Linked DNA regions of Mus musculus: region 2 is linked to region 1. The links are chromatin contacts, called in public HiChIP or PLAC-seq maps. All regions are on one chromosome and are shown on one strand. Each heading gives the region's core, a stretch centred on a gene start, on an enhancer-like site or on the middle of the called end of the contact. The rest is flanking DNA. Distances are from core to core; before and after follow the strand shown. Region 1 overlaps Gm5737 (predicted gene 5737). Region 2 overlaps Hs3st2 (heparan sulfate (glucosamine) 3-O-sulfotransferase 2).

Evidence for each region. HiChIP or PLAC-seq counts read pairs in DNA pulled down with a chosen protein or histone mark.
Region 2: a contact with region 1 is called in an H3K27ac HiChIP or PLAC-seq map of large pre-B cells, with 2.8 times the contacts expected there. The contact joins two enhancer-like sites. A contact is called at or near these places in 2 of 39 promoter capture datasets (the C10 cell line and pre-B cells) and 1 of 115 datasets of contacts at active chromatin or transcription factors (large pre-B cells).

What each region holds. Positions count from the first base shown.
Region 1 is chr7:120,828,325-120,834,828 of GRCm38.p6, forward strand. Gm5737 (predicted gene 5737) reads left to right here. Exons shown (of 12, transcript NM_001370881.1): 12 at 2,615-3,500. The coding sequence ends at 2,869. Among named protein-coding and RNA genes, the nearest start is that of n-TLtag1, 4.0 kb to the right of the region's middle. Within about 2 kb of position 2,992, at least 193 of the 459 cell types and tissues checked have an H3K27ac peak or open chromatin away from gene starts, as enhancers often do.
Region 2 is chr7:121,444,050-121,450,710 of GRCm38.p6, forward strand. All of the region lies in intron 1 of Hs3st2 (heparan sulfate (glucosamine) 3-O-sulfotransferase 2), which reads left to right. Among named protein-coding and RNA genes, the nearest start is that of Hs3st2, 55 kb to the left of the region's middle. Within about 2 kb of position 2,437, at least 36 of the 459 cell types and tissues checked have an H3K27ac peak or open chromatin away from gene starts, as enhancers often do.

The DNA.
Region 1 (6,504 bases), core at 1,742-4,241:
CAGACCTGAGATCCCAAAGACGACACTCTTTTGAACCCAAACTCTGAATATACATATACATGTACATATATATACATACATATGTATGTACACACACACACACACTCACACAAATTCCCAGTGGCCCTAGACTCATCACTCATGTTTTTCACATGCTTAGTACATGTTTATTTAACAATAAGTATGTATTTGATGCCTTCTTTGTACAGAATATCAAAACCCTTCTCATAGTTATGGCGCATAGTTTGGGAGTGTTGTCTTGTTTTTCGAGACAAGTCTCACACTAGGTAGCTCTGGATATTCTGGAATTCACTGTGTAGAGCTGGCCTCGGACTCACAGAGATCCACCTGCCTCTTCCTCCTGAGCGCTGGGATAAAATGTGTGCACCACTGCACCAGCTGATGTCTGAGTAGTTTTATATTTGCTTAGCACGAACCATCCAAAAAGAGGACATTTTGGTGCTGGAGAGAGGACTCATCAGTTTAGAGCCCTCACTGCTCTTCAGACGACCCAGTTTGATTCCCAGCATCCACATGGTGGCTCACAACCATCCATTGCTCCAGTCCAAGGGATCTGACGCCCTCTTCTGGCATGCACCTGGTGCGCATACATGCATTCCGGCAGGGCATATAAAATAAATAAATCTAAGAGCTTCTTTTGGTTGTTTGTACAAAGAAGGTCTCTTAAGTAGACACTAAGAGTAAGACAGCAGATGTAATTTAGGGCCTCTCTCATTTGATTCTCCTTAGTGTTAAATTAGGAAGGGCAAAAGATTATGCTCTTCAGCTTATGATGAAAAACCGGAAGCTTGTCTAAGATCACGCCACATGGGGATTGGCTTCAGGATGCTAAGTTCAGGGCCCCTTACGCTGAAAGGAAGAGAGGGCATGGAGAATATTTCCGGGAAGCCACTGCCTACATCTTCCCCAGACTGATGGAGGCTAGTGACAGTCCTTTGGTGTCATGTGATAGTCACTACCACTGGAAACTATTACCCTGTGCTTGTTCAGAGGAGGAAATCAGAGACACCGTGAAGCTACCTACACAAGATCACTCACTTACAGGGCACTGGTGGAATTTGAACCCAGACCTAAAGCCTCACCACTGTCTTATAAAACACCAGAAACCAACAAGGTAAACAGCTGTCAGGAGTGCTGAGGAACTGTAGTCAGGCATTGACTTGGCTAATGCCTGACTTCCTCTTGTCTAAAGTGTGGGTTTGCGGGTTAACTCGTTGGTTCTAGGGCAAAGGATCTGGGGCAGTTTGGGGGCGACAGGTCAGTTGCCGTCTGCTGGCCAGTCTGTGAGACACCAATCAGCTCTTTAGCATTTAAAAACCTTTCATTCCTTAAGCACCTACTATGTGCCAGGCACTTCACTGAGCACTAGAGGTGAGAAAGACTTGGTGCTTACCCCAGGAAGTCCACAATCCAAAGAGGAAAATGTTCTAGAAACCAGGCAATCCAACTGGGTGATAAGAGCTACCCCGAGATATGAGGAGGAATTTTCCAGCATGCAGGAGAGCCACCTACGCCCTGAGGTCACAGTTAAACCGGACCTCTGTGAGCACTGTGCTAGGACCTGCTTGCCTACCTCACAGCTATGTCTCCCTGCAAGAGGAGCTTGGTTGACTTTAGAATATTTACTAACCTGCATTCCTCCAAGCCCTGAACGTAGTATCTGGGGCAAAACAGACAAGAATTGGTCTGTTTCCCTCACTGGGGTCTTCAGACCAGGGCTTAGCCCCAAAGCCCTGTCTGCACCATGAGAGAACCACATAACCAATGTCTAGCTGGAGAATAACAAGCCAGGCAGGAGAGCACCTCCAGACCCCAGCATGACCAAGAATATGGCCACTTTCTAAAGTGGATCTCCTATGTGACCCTAGGCAAGTCACTTAAGCTCTGTTCTTCAATTTCCAATTATGCAAAGAGAAAATCGTGCCATCACCGAGGACAGAAGTGTATAAAGGGCCCACAGCAAGTGCAGTGGGAGTTCTATCATCTATGGTTGTCATTTATCACCTTGGAAGCAGGTGGTCCTCAGCCAACCGGCAGCTGGGGATGTAGCTCAGACTTAAAGAGGAATCACTTGTTCGTAATTGAATCCCTCCCTTAGAGTCACTTAGTTAACCAGCTGAGAGGACAGGAAGGTTCTTCTGGAGGCCCCGCCCACTACAATTGGTCTGGAGCTGGCAACAGGAAGCCGACATCCTCCTTTGGAAATGTTTATCTGGAGAACCGCACCCCACTACAGGCTGTGGAAACCTTCAGTCTGCCCTGGTATTCAAGGATGCATCTAAGGGTCTCCAGGGGTCTAGAACGGCGCTAGGCTGGGAAAAGAAGGAGAAAAGAGGAACGAAACAGGGTGAGAATTTAGCAGAGCCTGAGGGTGAGATACCGAAAGGTCATCGAGGAGGCTGCGCCCTCCAAGAAAAAGATCTCAGAAAGGAAGCCTCCCCCTCAGGAAGGCATCAGGAACCAGACGCAGCAGCTGGTCTTTAAACCCCAGTGTGACGGAAAGGCAGTCTGCCCTTTCCTTATCCTTTTGGTCAACAAGGCACAGGATGCTCTCCCACTAGCCCAGCCCTCTGCTGCTCCGCCTCTCCCATAGGTGCTCAGCGTGGCCGTGACGCACACTTTCCAGATTGCCAAGGCCCGCACTCAACTTGGTTATGCGCCGGACAAGTTCAGCTTCGCCGACGCAGTGGAGCGATATGTGCAGGCCACGACCCCGCAGCCCCGCTGTTGCATCGTGCTGACGCTCCTGCGGCTGCTGCTCATGCTGCTGCTACTGTTCGCCCTGCTCGGCCTGGCCCTGTACTTCCTAGGGCTGCAGCCTTTGCAGGCGGTGGTGGAAAGGCTCTGAGCCCGACCACGACCACGACCACGACCTCGCCCACGTAGTAGCTCGCTATCTTTCTACCTGGCTTGACCTCCCGGTTTAGGCCCGCCCCTGCCTCTTGACTCCGCCCCGATTCCTGGCCACGCCTCTGCTTCGCTCTCTTGGCTTCTATTCGTCTGCACATTTGGGTTTCCCGGCTCTTGGCTCCTTGATCCTGTGTGTTACTCTTTTCCCGAGGCTAGGCGAGGCGGTTGATGAGGTCCCAGCCTCAGCCTGCTTCCCCTTCCCAGCCATTTCCAGTCCTACCCAGTCTAGCCCTCTCCTTCCTATTCTTCCAGATTCTTCCCTGATCTGACTTCACCCCTTTCTGCCTCCATCTCTACGCTGAAACCCCAGTGAGGTCGCTTCTGTTGGGATAAGCCTTAGCCCTGCCTTCACGGTTGGTCTAAATGCGTGAGTTCTGGTTGGTGGAGTCTGTGGAATTGGACCTGTCTTCTGCCTCCTTCAAGGACCTTCTCCCTGCCACGGCTTCTTTGAGTTTATCCTGACACCTATCTATGTGTTGACTAGCTGGGAAAGGATACCCAAGCCCAACTTAGTAACTTTTGGTTCTCATTTAACGAGTGGAACCGACTAAGCACAGTAAAACGTTTCAGGTCCAGAGGACGCAATGGAGAAAAAAAGTTTGTAAAAGAAATTTGAGGGCTGGAGAGATGGTTCAGCGGTTCAGCGGTTGAGAGCACTGACTACTCTTCCAAATATCCTGAGTTCAAATCCCAGCAACTACATGGTGGCTCACAACCATCTGCACAGCTAGAGTGTACTCATATATACATAAAATAAACAAATCTTTAAAAAAAAAGAAATTTGAATGTCTCATTTAAAAAGTACCAATATAACAGACAAAATAAGAGTTTGGCTGATCATATTTTATGTTTGTGTGTATTTGTATGTGGTATCAGAGGATGTCATTCCTGAAGCTGTCTTACCTTATTTTTCCAGACTGGTTTAGAGTTTAGAATTTGGAATGGGTAGGGTAGGCAAGAAGCCTTAGGGATCCACCTGCCTCTGACTTCTCAGCTCTGGGGTTACAAGTATATGCCACCTCACCCAGCATTTTATGCGGGCACTATAAATGGAAGTCAAGTCCCCATCCTTGTGTGACAGGCACTTTGCCCACTGAGCCACTTCCCAGCCTCCATATTTTAGTATCATTTGTATCTCTTGATGAGTAGTGCTCCTCACCATCATCTTTAAGACTTTGAGTCCACAGATCTGCTCTCAACAGAGACTGTACCTCCCTGCCATTGTGATGTGGACTGTGGATCCCAAAAATAACAGTGTGTAAGCAGATCCACGGGTATCTATCATCTGGTACGCACGTGGCGTTAACTGAATAAACACCACGGACCCTAGCAGAGAACAAAGTAACTACCAGGCTGCAGTGGAGGAAAGAGAAGGTATGAGTCAACCTTCATAGGTGGTGTGGTGTTCCTCATAGCACGTGTCCCGGTCAGGCAAATTAGAAAAACTGTGTAGGAGTTTTAAAATACAGTAGTTAGAATTTTGTGCGTGTGTCTACTTTTTAAAAAGACTTATTTATTTGTATAAGTACACTGTAGCTGTCTTCAGACACACCAGAGGAGGGCATTGAATCCCACATGACAGGATGGTTATGAACCACCCTGTGGTTGCTGGGAGTTGATTGAACTCAGGACCTCTGGAATGGCAGTTTGTGCTCTTAACCCCTGAGCCATCTCTCCAGTGTCTACTTGGTTCTTTGTTTCTTTGTTTGTTTTTGTTTTAAAGACCAGTGGTAATCATTTCTATCTGTTTAGTGCCCAACGCTGGCAGGAGCTTGCATTTGTATAGCCTTATTCCATTATTAGAGCCACACTTACAGTAGGGTTTGTTACCGTCAATGTAAAGATAAGGAATTGGAGGCCATCACTAACTTGAAATATCAGAAGGTGAGGGCTTCTGCTCTGTAGCTGAGATCATTTGGAAGAACTTCCCAAGGTCCAGTGGGAAATGTAACACATGGTTTATGTCTATTGCAGCCTAATTCTGTTCCAGGGTTTGGGGTTGAACTCTGGGCTCTACTTCCTTATCCCATACCTACAAATCTCAGGCTGTCCGAGGTTGGCCATCATACTTCCTTCTCCTGATGCTATGATGAAATACTTGGGCGAGCTGGGTAGTGACTTTTATTCTAGCACTTGGAGGCAAAGGTAAGCAGATCTCTGAGTTCAAGGCCAGCCTGGTCTACAGAGTGAGGTGCAGGACCACCAAGGCTACAACAGAGAAACCCTGTTTGGGAAAAACAAACAAAACCCTGACACTAGCAACTTAAGAAAGGGTTTATCTTGCCTCATAGTTCATACGTCCATTGTGTGAGCAAAGTTAGCGTCTGGAACATGAAGCAGCTGGTCACATTGTGTCTGTAGTCAGAAAGAAAAGAGACTGTCATGTTTACCCAAGTTCTGAGATGGTACTGCCCACTATTAGAATGGGTTCCCACCTCAACCTCCTGGAGGAGCTCTGTCACATAATCCATCAACAGGCCTAGAGACTACCTTAATCTAACCTAACCCCTGACAGGTGTGCCTGCCAGTGCTTGCAGATCCTGTCTAATTGACCATCAACTCTAACCTTCACAACTGGCAGTTGAACTTCCTTCACTGATAAATTTTTATCATCCAAATGCCCCCCCCCTTCTCTAAACTCCCTCTTTCAACCTTCTCTTCCTGAGAAATATGTTTTTAGGGCAGCCTTACATGTTCACATTATTGTCTAGCCAAGAATCAATTTACTTATTTTCTGGGTTTCTCCGTCTCTTCCCCCTCAAAGCAACAAGACTAAGGCCTGAGCACTACGTAGCAGCATAGATCGCCAGCTCAAGAATTCTTCTGTCCTCTCTTTATCGGGTGGGAAAGGATACGGTACCCCCACCCAACACACAAATCCCTGAAGGATTCCGATGCTACCCTAATTACCAGCCCCTGTGAGATTCACACAGGAAGGGTTGGCTCATTTAAAGAAACTAAAGGAGGAAGCATTGATGCAGATGCAGAAGAAAGGCCACTATAAACCAATGACATAGTTTATCCGAATAGGGCAACCAGTGAGACTGGTTTATAAGCGTTCTATTAAAAGCCATCTCCAACTGTGGACCAATGCTAGCCAGCTAAGAGATTTTCAAAGTCACTTTATGTCTTCCCAAGCTGAGGATGGTGCTTGCCACCAAACCTGATGAATGTCCTGTATTCAATTCCTAGGATCTACAATCCCACACTGTAGAAGGAGAGAACAGACTCTTGCAAATTGTTCTCTGACCTCCACACAGACACGGTTGGAGGTGGAAGTCTATCTTCTCTAAGGTTAAGGGTGTGGCTCAGGGGAGGAGTGCTATCCGAGGATGCCCTGAGTTCTACTTTCAGCAGCAGTGACGAAAGGAGAGGGGGGAGGAGAGAGGGGGGGAGAAGAGAGAGAGAGAGAGAGAGATCAAGCGAGAGCGGACCTATGTAAGTCTTCCACTATCATTCCGCTTATTTGCCCCTCTTCAGAATAAAAATGTGTAGTGAGCTGTCCACCCTTCTTTCACCCTTTTAAAAAAACAAAAAAACAAAAGCAAAAACAAAAACAAGGCAGGGTTTTCC
Region 2 (6,661 bases), core at 1,187-3,686, 620 kb after region 1:
AGCAGGAGGTAACATGATAATTGGGCTTCCTCTAACACAGAAAAGCTGCCATATACACAGTTATGGAAAACTCTCCTCTTCTCCTGCCCACAGTTCCAGAGCCAGAAGGCAAAATACCCCCACTCCGACACACACACACTGAGATGGGGCTTTCCCCAAAGCTGGCTGTCTGATCAAGCAAGAAGTTTGCCACAGTTACTGTTCTAAGCAGGTTAACTCTTTGCTACTCAGTTTTGATGAGTTTTGTTTTGTTTTGTTTTGTTTTGTTTTGTTTTGTTTTTGTTTTTTGCTCTAGAAAAGCTTCTAGGTTTTCAGTTTTCAAATGTGGGCATGTGGCCTCACGATTTGTGTTTTGAACCAGCTGAGAGATGGCCGCCATCTGACTTCAATCCGGTAGAGTTGTGGGTATTGGAATTGCTGGGCTGTTGAACCCTAGAGTACTCCCTCCTGTGGCTGGAGTCAGCAGCGGGGTGGAACAGCAGTGGGGTCATGCATGGAGAGCCCTCGGGGTGCAAGCTTCAGAACCCTCAAATCGTGGTGTTGTCTTTGATGTCTCCTGCCTAGGATGTGGGATGTGAGGCAGGGCGGCTCCCTCTCCTTTCTAAGCTTCCCCCCCTGGGTATTTATAGAGATCTTTTCCTTGAAGTTAGAGCTTCACCAGGATGCATGTCTCTTTTCATGAATTTTTTTCTGATTTGATTTGTATTCTGAAACACAGACCCAGGTTTTTGTTTAACTCGGGAACATTTTCCCGTCACATTGAATATTACTATTTCTATTACATTTATCCCGTCTCATTCTTGCACAACACATACATTTCCTCCCACTCTCTCCTCCCCATGCTCCCTCCATTTCTTCCTTTCTCTTGGGGTTCAAACACAGGGGCTTGCATTTGCCCGGCAAGCTCGCTAGCACTGATTTAATTCCCAAATCCTAGGGTATTTTTTCATTCCCCTTTTCTTTGTGATTTATCTTTTAATAATTCTTTGAGAATTCTATACAATATATTTTGATCATTTTCATCCCTTCCCATCCTTAACCCACTTCTCTTTCTCACCCACCCAACTGTATGTACTCTCCAAGACAGACAGACAGACAGACAGACAGACAGACAAAACATCTGTGGCCTCCAATTTGTGCTGCACGTACACTCTGGGTACAGAGCCATCCACTGGAGCATGATCAACTCACCAGGGACCACGCCCTTCAGAAAACTGACTCTCTCTCTCCCAGCATCTGTCCAGTAGCTTCTCAGCTTGGAGTGGGGCTCCATGCCCACCTCCCTCCTCCAGGATGGAATTCTGTCTGGCTTGAGCTTGCACGGGTCTTGTGCATGCTCACAACCACTGTGAGTTTGTATGAGCTACTGCCCCGTTGTGTCTGGAAAGCAGCTTTGTTGTGGTCATCCACCCCCTCTTGTTCGTATAGTCTTCCCACCCCTTCTTCTGAAGTGATCCTTGAACCTTGGGAGGAGGGGGTGTGTAGAGATGTCCAATCTAAGTCTGAGGACTCCACAGTCTCTCATTCTCTGTACCTTGACCAGTTGTGGGGCTCTGTTAACTTCCATGTACTGCAAAAAAGGAAGCTTCTCCCCTGAATACTGACAAATGCACTGGTCTATGGGTATAATAGTAAATTATTAGCCGTTGTATCATTGTTTTGTCTATTTAACAGAACGGGAGGAGGCGTTTCTTCTTTAGAAACTATGACCTGTCTAGACACATGCCACTATACACCACTGGGCATGGCTCCCCAGGCCAGTTGTTACTGGAGCTCACTGGGTTCACAGTCAGGTAAAACTGGTGATTATTTTTCTCCTTTCATAGTATATACATCACGCCTTCAAGCACCATGAAAGCTAGCCAGTAGGGATGAAGTGTCGGCTTGATCTCTCCAAGTTCCGACTCAAGTATGGTTTTCTTCACCATTCAGGTCTTCTAGGAAGCTCTGGAGTGTAACCAAGAGAAATAGCAATAGCATATATTGTTGGGGCCTCACTGGCCAGCATCTCCAATAAAATTAACTCATTTTAGACACTGGGAATTTTATTTCTTAGTCTGGAGGAGGCATTATCTTACCTTATAGGGTACTCCATTTAAACACACACACACACACACTCTCATACACACACACACACACACACACACACACACACACACACACACATACATATATATATGTATTTGTGTGTGTGGTGTACATGTATATCTGTACATCTATCTATCTATCTATCTATCTATCTATCTATCTATCTATCTATCTATCTATCTATCTGTATGTGTAATTTGTAGACAGCTAGTGCAGTAGTGAGCTTCCACATGACTTTGACCTTGCACTCGTTTTGATCCAACTTCCCCAGTGCTGCAATTCCTAGCAGATGACAACCCTGAGCCACCAAACCCCACCTCAGAAGTACACTTCCTCTGCTGTATCACACCACTGCCTTTCACAAGTCCTCTTGACCCTGTTCCCCTGGGTCCAGTGGCACTTGCTTCAGCTGGCCAACATCCTCCGCGTTGACTTTCTACTTCCCTAATTTAGCTGTTACTGTATCAAATGCATTTTAAATAGTTCAATCTTTCTACGCCTTAAAAGCATAATTATTTTTTTCTTTGCCTTCTCCTCACATCTATATTTTAGTTTCATGGAGTCTGCATTTCTTAAAGCAATTTTTTTGATAGTACAAAAAATGTTGTTGGAATTTGTTTCTGCTTCTTGCGGTAGATCGTTCTGAACAGAACATTTTTCCTCTTCCCTTTTACAACAGACATTTTTCACAGACTTCACTTTTTCCCTTTTTATTGTTTTTAATTGGTGAAAGGTCCATTTGAGTCTGGTAACTTCTTTTAAAAAATATTTATTTTATATATATGTGTGTTTGTGCCTGGCTGTACGTGTATGTGTATATACTATTTGCCTGTAGTGCCTGTGGATGTCAGGAAGGGTATCGGGTCTCCTGGAACTGGAGTTACAGACAGTTGTTAGCCTCCATATGGGTTCTGGGAACTGAACCTGGGTCCTCCTCAAGAGCAGCAAGTTCTCTCAACCACAGAACCATTTCCCCAGCCCATTTTTGACTCCTGGGGATTTTTTTTAATTGCTTTTTCCTGCATGTGGACCTTAGTGTGAGAGATTTTCCAATTTTAGAGACTGATGGTTGGAATGAATACTTGGTCCCAGTCTCTCTCTCTCTCTCTCTCTCTCTCTCTCCCTCTCTCTCTCTCTCTCTCTCTCTCTCTCCCTCCCTTTCTCCCTCCCTCCCCCTTCTTGCTCCTCTGCCATGCTATGTATTTCCTGCCATGATGATCTCTCGCCCTCTGCAATTACAAGTCAAAATAAACGCTTTCTCCTTAAGTTACTTTGGTCATGGTATTTTATAACCACTGAAGCAAAGTAATCAGTATAGGGACTTAGACTCAGAAGGAAGGTGAAGTCAGTGCCAACCCTGCCCCTGGGCTGACACATCACAATAGGAAGGCCATCATAGCAGTTTCAAACACCCTCAATGTCCACAGCTATCAGAGCTGCAGATTTTTGCCAGCTCATGTGACACCCACATTTTAAGGGAAGCCATTTTTCCTTCCTGACCACTGCCAAGGTTCAGCTGCTTTCTCAGAACATTGTAGGAGTTCAGGACTGGTACTGGTCTTTGAGTTACCCCCCCCCTCTCTCTCTCTGTGTGTGTGTGTGTGTGTGTGTGTGTGTGTGTGTGTGTGTGTGTGTGATCCCTGTATCACTCCTCACATCCAGGAACAGGATATTTTGCCTGGTCAAGCACAGACACCTGCTTACTTCTTAAGCAGGGATCTGACTCCGCCCCCAATTCCTAAGAAGAATGTCAACACACCATAGTTGTTAGAAGGATGAATGGATGGTAAGTGGCTCAAAGGATATGTATAGAAAAATCTCCCCACTACTTCCACAAAGTTGTTCTGCCTTCTAAGCATGGCAGGCCAGGGATGCAGTCAGTTGGGTGGGATACTCACTGCTCAGCCATGCATACATAAGAGGATTTGATCACATCATAGACTACGGATTTCTAGAAACTTTTCGAGTTTTTAAGTAGAAGCACCTTCTGCAAGCTACATAGAAGGAGGATGCTGACTAGCGAAGTGGTCTATCTTGTTATCTTGTAAAGGTCTATGATTCGCCAAAGAATGATACTCGGGACTTAAGTAGCATGTAAATGCAAAGAGTGTTTTATTCTGCAGAAATCCAGCATGCTGGGGTCTACCATCTACAAAGATGGAGACGACCAAGTGAGCTCACAGGCCTGATTTAAACCACATTAGGGGAATTCTGGGGTGGGTGGTAGGTGATCTCTATCATTGGCTCTGTCTCTAAAGACGTTCCAGAACCATTGCTGGGGTAGTTTGGAAACTGCACTGCTGACCCATTTTCCTTGCCTCAGGCCAGGTGGTGGGGCAGCTTCTGAGGCCTGGGCTTGCCTAGTTCTTGGAAACAGAGATTTAGACCTAGTCTCCTGAACTGCCAATTTGAAGCCTGTCATGGAGTCAGCCTGTCTCAATCTCAAGGTGGCTTGCTCATGGTTCTCACTGCAAGCTGCAGTGGGTTCCCTTGGCTCTCAGTCCTGATACAGTTTCTTCAGACCATTTCACATATTTAAGTTGTAGGCCTCTTCCAGAAATGGAGCCCTGTGTTAATAACTGGACTCCGGCAGCTCAGTCTGCACTGGCCACATTTCCACCTTAGGCCCCAGCTCTCGCCATCCCCAGCCATTTCAGTGGGAGCATGGGAAAGATGATCCGAGAAAGACAAATAACTCACATTTTCCTTGATTTGTGGGTCTTGAAATTTATATATCCATAAAATATCATACGTTGGGGATGGCTGTATGGCTCGCTGGGAAAAGGCATTTGCCCCCAAACTGATGACTTGAAGTTCAGTTCCCAGGAACCACACATGAAAGGGAGAGAACCAACTCCCCCAAATTGTCCTCTGACCTACACACAGACACACAACACACACACACACACACACACACACACACACTGATGAATATAATGTAAATAAAAATCACACATGTACAGATGACATAAGAGTAGAATCCAAGCCTGGAGAACAAAACAGACTATAATGGACAGACGTGGGAGGGGGGAGAATGAAGTGAGTTATGGGGGGGGGCATGCTCTAAGTACCTTATATACATGCATGAAAATGGCATTGTGTAACTGTATAATAATAATAATAATAATAATAATAACTTTAAATCACTTGAAAAATCCAGAAATAGTTATAGAATGTACTAGAGGCAAATGGGTAAGATCTTAGACCCCGGAAGAACAGGCTAAGCTCATCTCTGCTTCCATTTGGTTGCTGAGGGCCCATTAAGTTGGCAGTGACCTCAGAGAGCTCAGAGGAGTAGCCTCCCTTCAGTAGAAACCTAGGCTGAGAGTTCTCTGGATTATTACACTGACAATTCTCTTGCCTTGTGTCTCAACTCTCTGGCTCTTTCCTTGGTAGAGCAGAGCAGGGCCATTTACCATGGCTTGACTTTCATATCAGATGCTTGAAGGTGGCCAATGTGGAGAATAAAAACACACCAATCAAGGTTACACCATATCCAAGGAAGCCCTGTGCTCACTGCTGAGTGTGATCACAAGAGGCACTGTCCCAGTGCCATAAGTGGATACTAAGGGGATGTCATAGCCTCCAAATACACACAGTACAATGGAAATATTAGTCAACAGCGCATTGCCACTCTCAATCTTCTGAATACCCCAGCTTAGCATCACAGTGTACTGTAGTGTTGGCTGTGTCTCCCCAGCTGTGATGACATGCCCAGCCGAAAGCTGTGGCTAGCTGATGCTGGTTGATGCTGCCCAGCATCTCCGCAAAAGATGTATACATGCAACACTAGCCCAGGGCAAGGTCAGAATTAAAAGTGCAGTCACAACTGAGTGAAGATCACTGTCCTACCACAGTGAAGTTGAACAATGATTTGTTGAGGCAACATTAGTGGGGACCTATGTATATGATATCCTGCTCCACTGAAATCCTACAGAGCCCCAGAGTGAACGTTACCAAGGCCTTTGTTTTATCGGTGATGACTAGGAGACGCACCAAGGTAAATAACAACTCGTTCAAAATTTAGCAATCAGTGCTGAAGGCTTGAGGGGATAGCTCAGTTGGTAAAGTGCTTGCCTTGCAAGCATGAGGGCCTGAGTTTGATACCCAGAACCTACATTTAAAAAGCCAGGCATGGAAATACACACCTGTAATCCCAGTGCTGAGAAAGTGAACACAGGTGGATCTTTGGGGATCCTCCGACTAGCTAGTCTGTCTAAATCACTGAGGCCCAGATTCCAGTGGTTGTCTCAAAAGACAAAATGGAATGACCCCAGAGGTAGATCTGCGATCTCCACACTCATCTGCACAAACCTACAGAGGTGAAATACACACACACACACACACACACACACACACACACACACACACACACACTCATTGCTGAGCATGGTGGTTCAGTCATACAAAGCAAGCACTCAGGAGTCTGAGGATTGCCGTGAAATGTGGTCAGCTGGGTTACTTAATGAGATGCAGCACATCCACCCTCCCCTCAAACAAACAAACAAACTTAACTAACTAACTAACTAACTAACTAATGAATAAATAGGTCAGGATCCCACTCTCCCGAAAA